Regions from separate parts of the Mus musculus genome. Here region 2 is linked to region 1. Evidence: chromatin contacts called from public HiChIP or PLAC-seq data. All regions are on one chromosome and are shown on one strand. The core of a region is the stretch at or near the end of the contact, and the rest is flanking DNA. Distances in the headings are between cores, read along the strand shown.

The links. HiChIP or PLAC-seq counts read pairs in DNA pulled down with a chosen protein or histone mark.
Region 2: a contact with region 1 is called in a BATF HiChIP or PLAC-seq map of CD8 T cells, with 8 read pairs. The contact joins two enhancer-like sites. A contact is called at or near these places in 1 of 15 datasets of contacts at CTCF or cohesin (pro-B cells), 18 of 484 Hi-C or Micro-C datasets (B cells, CD4 T cells, Th1 cells and 13 more) and 19 of 115 datasets of contacts at active chromatin or transcription factors (the 230-238 cell line, CD8 T cells, the HPC-7 cell line and 15 more).

The regions. Positions count from the first base shown.
Region 1 is chr1:64,101,164-64,107,494 of GRCm38.p6, forward strand. All of the region lies in intron 1 of Klf7 (Kruppel-like factor 7 (ubiquitous)), which reads right to left. It overlaps Gm13748 (a long non-coding RNA gene), which reads left to right. Exons shown (of 3, transcript XR_003947836.1): 3 at 1-40. Among named protein-coding and RNA genes, the nearest start is that of Klf7, 17 kb to the right of the region's middle. Within about 2 kb of position 3,643, at least 61 of the 459 cell types and tissues checked have an H3K27ac peak or open chromatin away from gene starts, as enhancers often do. A contact at or near this core is called in CD8 T cells, Th1 cells, Th2 cells and 4 more, where this site is marked.
Region 2 is chr1:64,302,544-64,308,874 of GRCm38.p6, forward strand. No RefSeq gene overlaps it. Among named protein-coding and RNA genes, the nearest start is that of Gm35803, 26 kb to the left of the region's middle. Within about 2 kb of position 3,163, at least 230 of the 459 cell types and tissues checked have an H3K27ac peak or open chromatin away from gene starts, as enhancers often do. A contact at or near this core is called in CD8 T cells, Th1 cells, Th2 cells and 4 more, where this site is marked.

The DNA.
Region 1 (6,331 bases), core at 2,393-4,892:
CACACACACACACACACACACACACACACACACACACACACAGGAAAACATAGCTGGTTCATTACCATTATTACCTAGACTGCTCTTTAGAAACGTAAATGTAAGGACCTTTTCTGAGTTTCTCTTATAACTCTTCCCCTTTCCCCAAACTGTCAATAAATGTTTTCATATGGTTTTGATTGAAATTTTATGTATGTCGGCCCCCACAACAGATTATTCTTTAAATTACTTTTTCTTCTCTCATACATAGAAGGAAAAGTGACTGGCTTTTCATTTTAACAGCTGAAAGGGACAGAGGCTAGGGCAGAGCAGCCCCTCCCCCACCTCAGCTTCAGCCCTTATTTCTCATAACAGTGTGGTTTTTCTATGCATCCCTCCGGCCACGGCCACACCCACACCTCCTAAGAAATGTCTTAAAATAAAACAAGTCTTAGGATGAGTGTGTAGGCCCCATTGGAGGAAGCTGGGTAAAGGACACATAGGTCTCTTTGTACTCTTTTTGCAACTTCCCATGAGTCTGTAATTACTTCAAAATAAAAAGTTCTTCAAAAATGAAGCAAGCCCATGCTTTAAGGGCCAAGGCACAGTGGGGAGCCCCTAATGTAAGAGAAAGGGGACCTACTTAGGGAGAGCAAAGATTTACAAACATCACTACCTACCCCTGGCCTGGCTACTTCTATGGTCCCTGGGCAAGGGTGACAAAGCCAGCCAGTTTTTGAACTATTTTAGGATATATTTGATTTTTTAAAAGAACATAACAGTGTTTTCCAATGAAGCTAACTGTCATAGTTATGAGCTTTGAATGTTGCTACTTGATCTGAACCATTTAACATTTTTTAATAGTTGAGCTTTTTTATCCTCTCTTAAAAATCAAAACTAAACCGTCAAAGTACACAATTATTTAAGTTTACAGAGAAAGATACAGCTCTCCAGATGGAGTTTATCCAGCTCATGACTTAAGCATTTTATGGCCACACTTGCCCAAAAGTCATATTGGTGGCTAAACCTAGTTGCATGCTCCAGTGTTCTGTTGCTTCTCTAATGCCACTGCTCAGGTGGGAAGTTGAGCTAAATATATGTCCCAAGAAATCCTTGAAGAAGTGGTCAGGAGGCTGATGACTATTATCTCAGCTTCACACCTCTTACTGTCTATTAGCCCAGCTTCACACCTCTTGATGACTATTAGCCCAGCTTCATCTCTTGATGACTATTAGCCCAGCTTCACACCTCTTGATGACTATTAGCCCAGCTTCACACCTCTTGATGACTATTAGCCCAGCTTCACACCTCTTGGTGACTATTAGCCCAGCTTCACACCTCTTGATGACTATTAGCCCAGCTTCATCTCTTGATGACTATTAGCCCAGCTTCACACCTCTTGATGACTATTAGCCCAGCTTCATCTCTTGATGACTATTAGCCCAGCTTCATCTCTTGATGACTATTAGCCCAGCTTCATACCTCTTGATGACTATTAGCCCAGCTTCACCTCTTGTTTCTTACAGAAATCTACAACCTAGACCATTGGAAGCTGTGAACTTCTGAGACCCTCACTGAATTCTACCTAAAGTCTGTCTACTCAAGTAGGCAGACCAAGAAAGTCCTGGTAGATGACACAACTGTCCAAAGTCATCCTAAAATTCAAACTTTACTTCAAAAGGACATGAAGGAACAGATATGCCTATGCCAAAGATAAATGGGCTAAATGCCCAATGGCCCAGTGTCCAAGCCTGACCTACAGTGTTTATTTGAACATTCAATATTTTTATTCTACCTTTGTTTAATAACCAGGGAACTACAATTCTTAAATTCTGATTATTTTCTTTTTTAAATTGTTTGTTTGTGTGTTTTGTTTGTTTGTTTTAGCTCCTCTTGAACTCTGAGACCTGTCAGAAGATTTTGTGTCCCTTATAGCAGCATCTGGCTGGCAGTGAATGGTAGCTTCCCCTTTAAATGGGCAAATACTGTACACAGCCAATGTTACCACCTCTCCAATAACTTTCACTCTGCCAGACTCTCTCCTTGGCTCCTGGTATCCATGCCTATGGCTCCAGCACTCTTTTCATTTGCTACTGTCTACCGTGCCAGGGAAATAATCTCCTCCCCTCGTCTATCCCCCAAACTGTTCTCCACTGTCTAAACTCTTGGTGATCCTACCATGTGCTACAACCCCAGTCTTTGCTCTGCCACCCCGCTCCAAGACCCTCTCGCAATGTCTTTGTTTTGCTTATAGCCACAAGAGAAAAGACATGTCTCAACACCCCTCTTGTTCTACCCAGAGCATGTGCACTTTCCAGCAGCCATTAAGGGCTGATAACTGCCTTCTCCTAGGTTCCATGTAGATGTGTTGGTTCCTTAGACAAGAATAAGAAATCGGAGTCAGTGACATGGCTCACTGGGTAAAAGTATTTTATGTGCAAGGCCGACAAGACAACCTGAGATCAAATGCCTAGAACCTAGGTGAAGGTTGAAAGAGAAAACTGACTCCACAAAGTTGTTCAATTACCTACACAGGTTCTCTCTCTCTCTATCACACACACACAATTAATAATAATAATAATAATTATTATTATTGTTTTAAAATCTTGTACAAAAAAAAATAAGAAATTAGTGGTACATGCTTTTGTTGCAGGATACTGAGACATCAATCTCAAAATAAATAGTAAACTAACTTCCTGCTGGCTAGCTTTCATAGCCCGAAGGTGCTATGGAGGCCACTGGTAGAGAAAAATCTACAATGGAATTACCTAGTGGCGGACTCTGCACACTGCAAAATCCTGCCCCGCATGATGTACCTACCTAGTGGTAGCATGACCTAAATATGGAGGTAACCAACCATCTTCTGCCTTGATTTGAGACCCACTCATGCCTGACACTGTGCTTGTCCAAAAGCCCAAGGCTAGGTAGGTCACAGGCCTTAATGTAAAACTTGCTGGTATTTTTGCTAAACACTCATGTTGTCAAAACCGCCTTCTAAATATTTGTGTATACCCACAGGTTAGGTAGTCTGAATTTTGGTCAGAATAGCTTCTTTTTCACTAGGCAGCAGTCAATGCCAAGACTGATCGCTGGTCACTGATCACTGAGAATGAGTGACTGTTGAGTACTGGCATAGTTGGCTTCAGCTGTCAAGGATGACACAAACCTAAGGTCAGCTGAGAAGAGAGAACCTACTGAAGAATTACTCAAATCAGAATGACCTGTGGACATGTGTGTTTAGCATTTTCTTAATCACTAGTTGATGAAGGAGAGCCCAGTCTACTGTCGGAGGTGTAGTCTCCTAGGCAGGTGGGCCTACATAATAGAGGTTTCTGCTTCTGTTCCTACCTCCAGGTTCCTGCCTTGGTGCCTGCCCCTTGATGACCGGCTATAACCTGTACACTAAAGAAAACATTTCGAAGGTGGTTTTGGTCAGTATTTGTTCACAGCAATAAAGATCAAACTAGGACAAGTGCTGAGCCCTAAGTGGGACATCTATACCAACCCCCACCCCGCCCCTGGACTCAGAGAATATCATGGGGAGGGGGAAGATGAACGTTAGAGGGAGAATAGGGAGAATCATTGTGCAATGTTGTCTCCTAGATATGGCAGAACTGCAGTACTTATGATCTCACAGCACCTATATGGCTATCTGTACAAGATCAAACAAGTGAACATTACATCATGGAGCAGGAAGTGTTTTGCAAGCACCCAACCCTAGCTGAGGAGCTATTGGCAGCTGACGGCAGGGAGAGGGCAATTTTCTTCTGGGGTATGGTCCTAGTAGGATGTCCGTGTTCCTTGGGTAGCCCCTCCTCTAGCACTGGTCACTGTAGATACAGCACTCTTGGTATGTCCCTGGTAACAGGAAGACATAAGAGAGTCACTTCCAGAAACCCAGAAGTCACCTCACTCCCCAGTGTTCCAGGGGGCACAAAATGAAAATGGCTTCAGTATCTGACACTTGATTCTCAAAGGCTTGTCAGCATAGGACCGATCCTGAACAGCAGATAAACATAGGCATCAGCTGTGAAGACTTCATGGAGCTTGGCCGGTCCAGTCAATGTAGTCTCTACGTCCTTTCTTACCTGCAGTAACCCCACCCAAGGTCAATATGGCCCTCCTATCAGAGAGTTCACACTCCTTTCCTGCCTTGTTATTCCCACCAAGGTCATCTCTGGCTAAGGCAAGAGGCCATAATCCAGCCAGCTACGTGCTGTTCTGTGCCTTTCTTAGAAGCGTGAGTAGCAGAAACTTGACAAGACTTAAGGGAAAGGGGCCTCTGCCGTCCCTTTAAGTCCAGGACTTCCTACCCAGGTGATTCCCAATCTTATCACAGAACAGCATGTGACAGTATACATTGTTAATGAGTCACTTAGCCACACAGATCTGCCTTTAGAACAGAGCTCTCACTTCCAACCCCCAAACCTAGCCTTTCTCCATCTCTGCGCACACATCACTCTACCAGACAAGAGATGTGCACGCACCTACCACAGCCCAGAAAGCAGGAGACTAGGGCAGCATGTGATGGCATACTAAGTGTTTACATCCATGTGCCACTCAGGACTGCAATCCTGTTATTACAGCACCTGCACTGCAGACAGGAGAAATAGTTTGATGGTTCACTGTGGTTTATTCTCAGATTTTCCACGCCACCATCACTTCAGTCTCATCTACAATCCACACTTCTACCAAGTCAGGGTACCTATCTGTAGCATCATTCCTAACTCAAGCTTCACATGTTTTAAATTTTCTTACTAAAAATGCTTGTTAATATGGGACAATCGTAAAATGAAAAGCATGAAGTTAAAACAAATATTATAAACTTTGAACCAAATGTCTGCCAATCAGATATCCTGGATCTGCAACCTGTTCTCTTCATCTTAACTAGTAATGACAGTGTTAGTAATACAATCAATCAAAAGAAAGGAAGGAGGAAGCATGGAGGCCAGAGAGGCTAAGGCAGGAGAGAGGCTACTCCAGAGGTGAATTACCCTTTGTATTAGAAGGATGTAAAGAAGCTGAGAGTGGACTGAATCTGTCTCCCAAGGTTGATTCTGTGTTTATTCAGCACTATGCTCACAAAGCCCCTTGCAGTGCAACCTCCCCTCCCCTCCCCTCAGCATTGGCTTAAGTAAGCCATGCTGAGCCTGTACCATGCACTGTGCTAACATGCAAATACGTTTACTTTATGGCAAAGGGGCTGAGGATTCTTGAGAGACCAATCCTGGCTTGGACTTAATGACCCTTAAAGCTCAGCCGGGTTATTTGCAAATCGAGGGGGAGGAGAAGGGAGACGAAATGTCTAGAGCTCCCTCCGAAAGTTTTAATCTTTATAAACCTGGGTCTCACAGTGCAAAGGTTGGAGGGAAACATCAACAGGCATTCATCTCGGGTCTAGCAAGTGGGCTGCACTCCATGTCTGGTTTGTAGGCTCCTTTCATGCCCGTATCCTGTCTATCGTTCCTTTTCTCCTACATTTTCATAGTAATTCGCTCCACAGTAATATAAATGGCACTTGGAGTTGAAAACTTGTTCAAATACACACGGATGGAGAAAAGGAGAAAGGAAGGGGAGGGGATGGGGAGGAAGGGGATGGGGAGGAAGGGGAGGAGGAGGGAGAGGAGAGGAGGGGGGGGAGATTGAGACTGACCTTGATTCACCATTTAGCAGCCAAGAATTTTACAAAAGAAAAAAATAGAGATTGGAGAAAAGAAGGGGAAATACTTCATATTATGTAAGTCACAGGGGCAGCTTTAAAGAGGGTAAAAATGACCCTGAAAAAATAAAAAGTCCCCATCTGGGCAACAATAGGGATATCCTTAGTAACACAAGGAAGCCAATATAAAAGAATAATTCCTTTAAGCACCCCTAATGTAAAATAGCATCCTGAAAGCACTAGAAAATAAAGGACAAGTGGCATGCTGGCAATTTCTGGAAGACAGCAGAGCACTTGAGACTTGGAAAGGACTTTATTATAATACTGGGACTTTTTACACAGAGAACATCACTTCTTTAAGTGAAATAAGTCCCACAAAGTCAACTTCCACAAAAAAAAAAAAAAAAAAAAAAAAAAAGGGCAGCTAAAGGAGAATTCTGTACATGTTTCTATATCAGGGTTTCTAAGAAAATCCCTGAACTGGTTATTCTGACACACACACACACACACACACACACACCAAAAAGTGTTTTCCCACCATTTGTTGGTTTAGTCTCTGAAAGAGGCTAAGGGAATCACCAGAACAAAATCATTTTTGGTTAATGAGTATGCAGTGCCTGACTGGGGAAAAAAAAATTTTAAGTGGTTGTTTTTGTTTTTGTTTTCTTTAATTCTCACATAATTTTATTTAAT
Region 2 (6,331 bases), core at 1,913-4,412, 200 kb after region 1:
TTTTAAATAAATGTAAATTTTTAAAAATTAAAAGGAAAATACTTGCAAGATTTTATGCCAGGGAGGCAAGATAGGGCTCTTGAGAGAGACCTGTAGGTGCTTCAGCCTAAGCAATATCTATCAACCACCAGGTCTCTAGTGTGCCTTTGGCCAGATGAGAGGAGAGGGGTTATCTCGGACTTTTTCATTCAGTTGATTTCTTATTTCTATTGTACTGATTGTCTGTGAAAACGATCTCCCATCTAGGTGGAAGAGAAAGTGAGCTGAGCTGAGTTAAAGTAAATGGAGCTGGATTCTGGTCACAGGACCGTGTTGGCTGGGTCTGACGCTCTGCTGGTCTTCCCCAAAGCACTACTGCAGGATAAGCTCCCTGGAGTTGCCAGCTTCCAGCTCTGCGCCTCAGCAGCGCCTTCTGAAGTTCTTTGAAAGCTGTAACAGAAACTGAAAGCCTGACAAAACTCACCGGAGAGATAAAGCACCAAGGACTGGAAGCTTCAGAGGAAGCAGGTGTCTGAACAAGGGAGTTTTTAGAATGGGACAATGGGGCAGCCACTGGGGGGGCGGGGGGGGGCGGGGGGGGGGAGGAAGTTGGTCCTTTCTATTTCCGGAGAAAAGAGGAAGCTGCATAGTTAAATACTAAACATGTCAGAGCAGAACTCGACCAAGCCGGGCTTACTAGTAAGCTATTGTCTCTGAGGCCAGTATTTTTTTTTTCCCCCTGCAGGGGCATTTCTTGCTTTGTTTGCTTGTTGACTGGTATCTAAACTGACATTTGGAAACCCAGCCAGAAGAAGGGGCAGTATTAGCTTCACAAAGGAATCCACTTCTCTAAGGCATTGAAAATGTAATTTATGGGTGGTGGTCTTTAATCCCAGCACTAGGGAGGTAGAGGCAGGTGGATTTCTGTGACTTTGAGGCCAGCCTGGTCTACAGAATACCAGGACAGCCAGGGCTACACAGAGAAACTCCGTCTCAAAGAAAAACAAACAAACAAACAAAAAATACAATTTGTAAAAATCTATTTTTTAATAAAGGGAGTACAGTTACAAAAATGCATACTCTGAACTCAAACTTTAAAAATTATGTAAAATATGCAATATGGTGAAGTTGACTATTTATTTATTTATTTATTTATTTATTTATTTATTTATTTATCTTGCTCTGGCCCCTCTCACTCCAGCCCAAAGATTTATTTATTATTATATCTAAGTACACTGTAGCTGTCTTCAGATAAACCAGAAGAGGGCATCAGGTCTTATTATGGATGGTTGTGAGCCACCATGTGGTTGCTGGGATTTGAACTCAGGACCTTCTGGAAGAGCAGTCAGTGCTCTTACCAGCTGAGCCATCTCACCAGCCCAAAGTTGACATATAGGAAATGGCTTTATTTTATTTAAGAAAAAAAACTATTTATGGAATAAATTTTACCTAAAATCATACTATTTGAGATTGCACTCATCCCCCAGATGTTGACAAGTAACCCATCTTTGCTCTTTATAAGTCAAGTCATCAACTATTCCATAGCGTTTGTTTATTCACCCCAGTTGCACAGGCTTTGTGCAGACAGAATACACACGATGCACAGACAGCCCTGTGACAGGTATTTCAACATAACCTGGTATTTTCTAAGTCACAAAGGGACTGCCTTCATCTTCTAAGCCATGAGGTCTGTAACAAAGATCACCACCCCCACTTCCCACCAGTCACCAAAGGAGTAACCGACTGTCTGGGTCCATGTGCTCCGGGCACATGAAACTCTTACAATGAAAATCTTCAGTGTTGCACTCCAAGTCTCCAGTGGGCCACCATAGCGATCTGAGGGTGAAATGAAACCAGTAAATCCTGCCAGTGCAATAAACTCAGAGTCCCCTGCAAGCTCTGCCCTCTCCTGTTCCCTCTGTATCCTGTCCTCCTCCCCCAGACCAGTTCTCTGGCAGAGTCAACCGAGAACAAGACTTGGTTCCAACCTGATCCCAGCCTTAGTTCCAGCTTTGTGTGACTGTTTTGTTTTGAAGCAACCTGATGCTGAAAACGTTCAGGTCGTAATGACTGGGAAATGTGAAATATTTATCATCTGATATATCAGCTGACCTGGCACTTATATCCCATTATCTCCAGTGCTAGTATTCTGGTTCTAGTAGAACTGATACCCAGCTGCACTGTGGACCAAGGGGTTAAACTACACCCCAATCACAGAGCTGTATGCAAACCAGTCTTTTGTACTGTTATCTGTAGAAAGCTAAGAGATAGGTGTAAATAAAGCAATGTCCTTGTTTGCCTATAGGTTTTCAATCTTTTTCTTTCAACATGAAAGCAGAGACTTTGCCCTGTTGTTCATATACTCAATTACACACAGGTGTAGGGGACCTTATAAACACATACACATAAACAGAGAAGACGCATACAGACCACACAAATGCATAAGCAAAGAAACGAGAGAGAGAGAGAGAGAGAGAGAGAGAGAGAGAGAGAGAGAGAGAGAGAGAGAGAGAAACCACACTCAGAGACCATATAAACACATAAACAGAGACCCCCCCCAAACACACACACACACACACACACACACACACACACACACACACACACAGAGGTTGTTATACTCTTGAACTAAGAGAAGCCAATAAGCAGTTTTCCTCTTTGTTTCTTGACTGTTTGGAAACAAGAGAAAAGTTAAGTGGCCCTAAAGAGGGGACCAGATGGGATCTGGGAGGAGAAGCCTAGAGGAAGAGAAATTGCAGCAAGAAGACTGTTTTGCTTCAGAGTTCCTGCCAGAAGCAAAGAAGAAGGTCCCAAGCTCCAGCACTGTGACCCCTTGGTAATTTCCCTGGGGAGCCCCACCTCAGACAACCTTTACCCCTCAGAATCCAGGGGAAGCTGAGCTCGGTAAGTTCCAAACATAGAGGGCAGACAGTGATGGAGGGTCTAAAGCCACAGGCCTGGACAAGGTTCCAAGTGGGCCTGCCTGACAGCCACAGAAGCCAGCTGAGCCAATGGGGGGACAGCCACGACACCAGCTGAGCCAATGGGGGAACTTTCTGCCTGATGAGGCCTGCTTCCCAAGAAGAGTACTGGCAGTTTCCCTCGACTCTTGTTTTCCTGTGTTTAAAATGAAGGACTCTGCGGCTTCATGTGACCACTCTTGTCAGAGTCTTTGCTCGGAGAGGTGTTTTTGCATTTGTGAAGCCTGCCAGGAAACAGCGTGAGTCATGAGTCATGGCTTCTGAGCAGACACTATTCAGCTTTAGAAATTCCCAGAGATACGACTTGTTTATACGAAAGGAAGCAGCTATTCTGAGCTGCCCGAGGAAGAGGAAAGCGCTGCTCTTTTTTTCCCCCCATTTAAACACCCTGGTGAAAGGTCAACTGGGCAGCTGCAAGGCAGCGAGCCCCTAGTGTAGACACTGGTGTTCTTCAGTGCATCCGTCTTCATTTTACGGGGTATTTCTGGGTTTGGCATCTCAAAATGCAAGTCCTGTGACCCTGAAATTTCACTCTCAGCCTTTGGTCCAAAGTTGGGGTTTTTTTTCTTTTTTTTCTTTTTTTTTTTTTTTCTTTTTCTGTGCAGGCTCTGAGTGGGAACCTGTGACATGGGGATTGAGAGCCAGGAGGTGACCATAGAAACCCACCATCTTTGACAATTTTCTAACTTCCAGTTTCAGAGTAAGGCACGGCTTTTTACTCCTATATACCATGCTGCCGTCTTCAATGTCCTCTATCCTTAGTTTTATCAACTAGTGTGTCCGCTACCATTACTTTAAATGGTGGTTCAAAGCTCTGCAGGAGAATATGCCCAAAGGGATTGCCACTATTACAACTGTTTCTTCGTTGACCCACTATCTTGGCCCTCGGGTGTTAGAATGCATGGTGTCACCGACTGACTTCCAAGACAAAACCATTCACAAAGTATTCACTGATTCGACAGTCATGGGCCTCTGTGATGGTAACAGGGACAATACCTGAAGAAATCAACATTGTTCCCTAAACATATAGGAAATGTTTCACTAGTTATTGAAGGATGCCCACTCATTATGATAAAGATGGATAAAAATAAAGACTTGGCTTAATGGCTAAACATTCACGTGTAGGAATCAAACTAAAAAGTCGTTGTGGACAGTTATTGTTCTAGAATCAGTAAGTTGAGTTCTGAATCAGTAAGTTGAGAAGCACAGGGGATAAACTCTGTAAACAAAAGTTCCCAAGTACTTGAAAATCACACAAGTATACCTCTGAGAAAACTAAAATTATGAACTAAAACATTTTACTAACAAAGTGATAAAATGGCTTGAAATAAGAAAAATACGTAAAAAAAAAAACCCAATAGTATTTGTATATTACAGCAAAGCCAAGGTAGATAATAAAATGCCAAAGAAAAGCTAATGAAGTATTAAGAAGCAAAAATACATACAAACTAAAGGCAAATGTAGTAAAAGATTAAAAACATTTGTTGAGAGATATAATTTGAATAATTAGGACAGTTATATTTTAATTAAATGGGAGAATTCAACATAAAAAGGCAAAGATTCTCAGATTATTAGAATAAGTCCCCAAATCCAACAAGTCTTTTCTTGGAAGCCACTAGAATCAGCATCAACTAATTGCAGAGACTGCTGCTTCTCTGCTGACAGAAGCTTAAACTATGAGCAGGAAGAACTGGCCCAAGGAATAGCTGTAGGACTTATTTTTATCAAATAACAGAAACTGGAAGTGTACATTTAATGCAGATATAAAACATAAATAAAAGGAAAATAGTAAATGCCTTGGAGCATGCGCTCTTGAGAAGCATGTGTGCCCCGTTCTATAGATGGTTTTATAGCTGGCAACGCTTTCCCCCTGTCTTATGGTGTGCGCTGGAGAATCCTGATACTAAACAAGCAGTATTATTTCTGTTCCCTTTGACAAAAGTATCAAAGTTCAGTGACTTCAGGAGTGTGAGAAAACTAAAGAAATAGAAAGCTGGATCTTGATTTCTCTGACTTCTCAAACCATACCTTTCCATTTTAGTGTTTTCACAAAACAACAATGAATGAATTTTTTTTTTCCCAGACAGGGTTTCTCTGTATAGTCCTGGCTGTCCTGGAACTCACTTTGTAGACCAGGCTGGCCTCGAACTCAGAAATCTGCCTGCCTCTGCCTCCTGATGAATGGATTTATTTTAATGCTAAAATCTATGAGGGATTTAGACTTCCCTCTTACACCAAATAGCTCCACTTACTTAAATAAACAAGCAAAAAAACTGTAATTGTTTAAAGCCTCAACACTGAAAATCAGATTACAGAAACTCTAGAAAAGATTCAGGACGTAGCTACAGGAGACTGAGCTAATATATCTGTGACTGGACCACGAGCCTGCTCACTCAAGAAGCTATGGTCATCCCTGATCACTCCTCCTCCGCTAGCCCTGCATCCACACCCAGGTGACCATCCTGTCACCACTAAAACATAGCAACCCTAAAGTGAACTTAAGGCTTTGTAGAAATGCTTCTCAAAGGAATATGTAGTCCGTTGGTTTCCAGGGAAGAAGAAGACAATCAGAGAGTAAGAGTACATATGTATAAAACTAAGCTAAAACTGCAGGGACTGGACAGCCAGTAAGAAGCCTGTGCTGTTACATGGGACTACAGCTCAACAATAACATCGTAGAAACTGCTAACGCTGTAGAAACTAGCGGTGAACAGGAATGATTGTTTTCAATGAATGTGTTTGGCTGTGAGCCAATAAAACTCGATTTCCATGAACAGGCATGAATCTGATGGCTCCTGTGTTGGAAAATCCAGGAAGTGATCCTAAACATCCTAGATAAGAAATCGGAGGTTGCTCAACTTAGCCACCAGGTGCGAAGGCAGCGGCAGGTGGTACCCTCCCTCCGAGGACAACAGACCTGAAACGCATACTTTTGAGACTCCAAAGTTTAAAAGTATGCGCAGTCTCCTACAACTGCACAATCCTGGGACTCAGCCGTGTGATCTGGGTGTTTATAAATCTGGAGTCTCTGCAAGCAGAAAAGAGAAGCACTGGACAGGTTGAACCTCCTGGGATAAACACTTGCTGTTTTGAACCAGAGAGGGATTCTGTGGGAGCTTTTCACAAGGCAGGAAGTTGTGGGTTTTTTCCATTCACCTCACAACAACCCTTTCCTCCTTCCCACCACACTTCCTCCTAACCCACCGAGCACCAGAGTTCTAGAGGGAAGCATGTTGTAGTGTTGTGCATGTGTGCGTGCATGCGTGGGTGCGTGCGTGCGTGCGTGCGTGTGTGCGTGTGTGTGCGTGCGTGCGTGCGTGCGTGTGTGCGTGTGTGTTACAGGCAGCCTGGTGACTGTTTATGGAAACTAG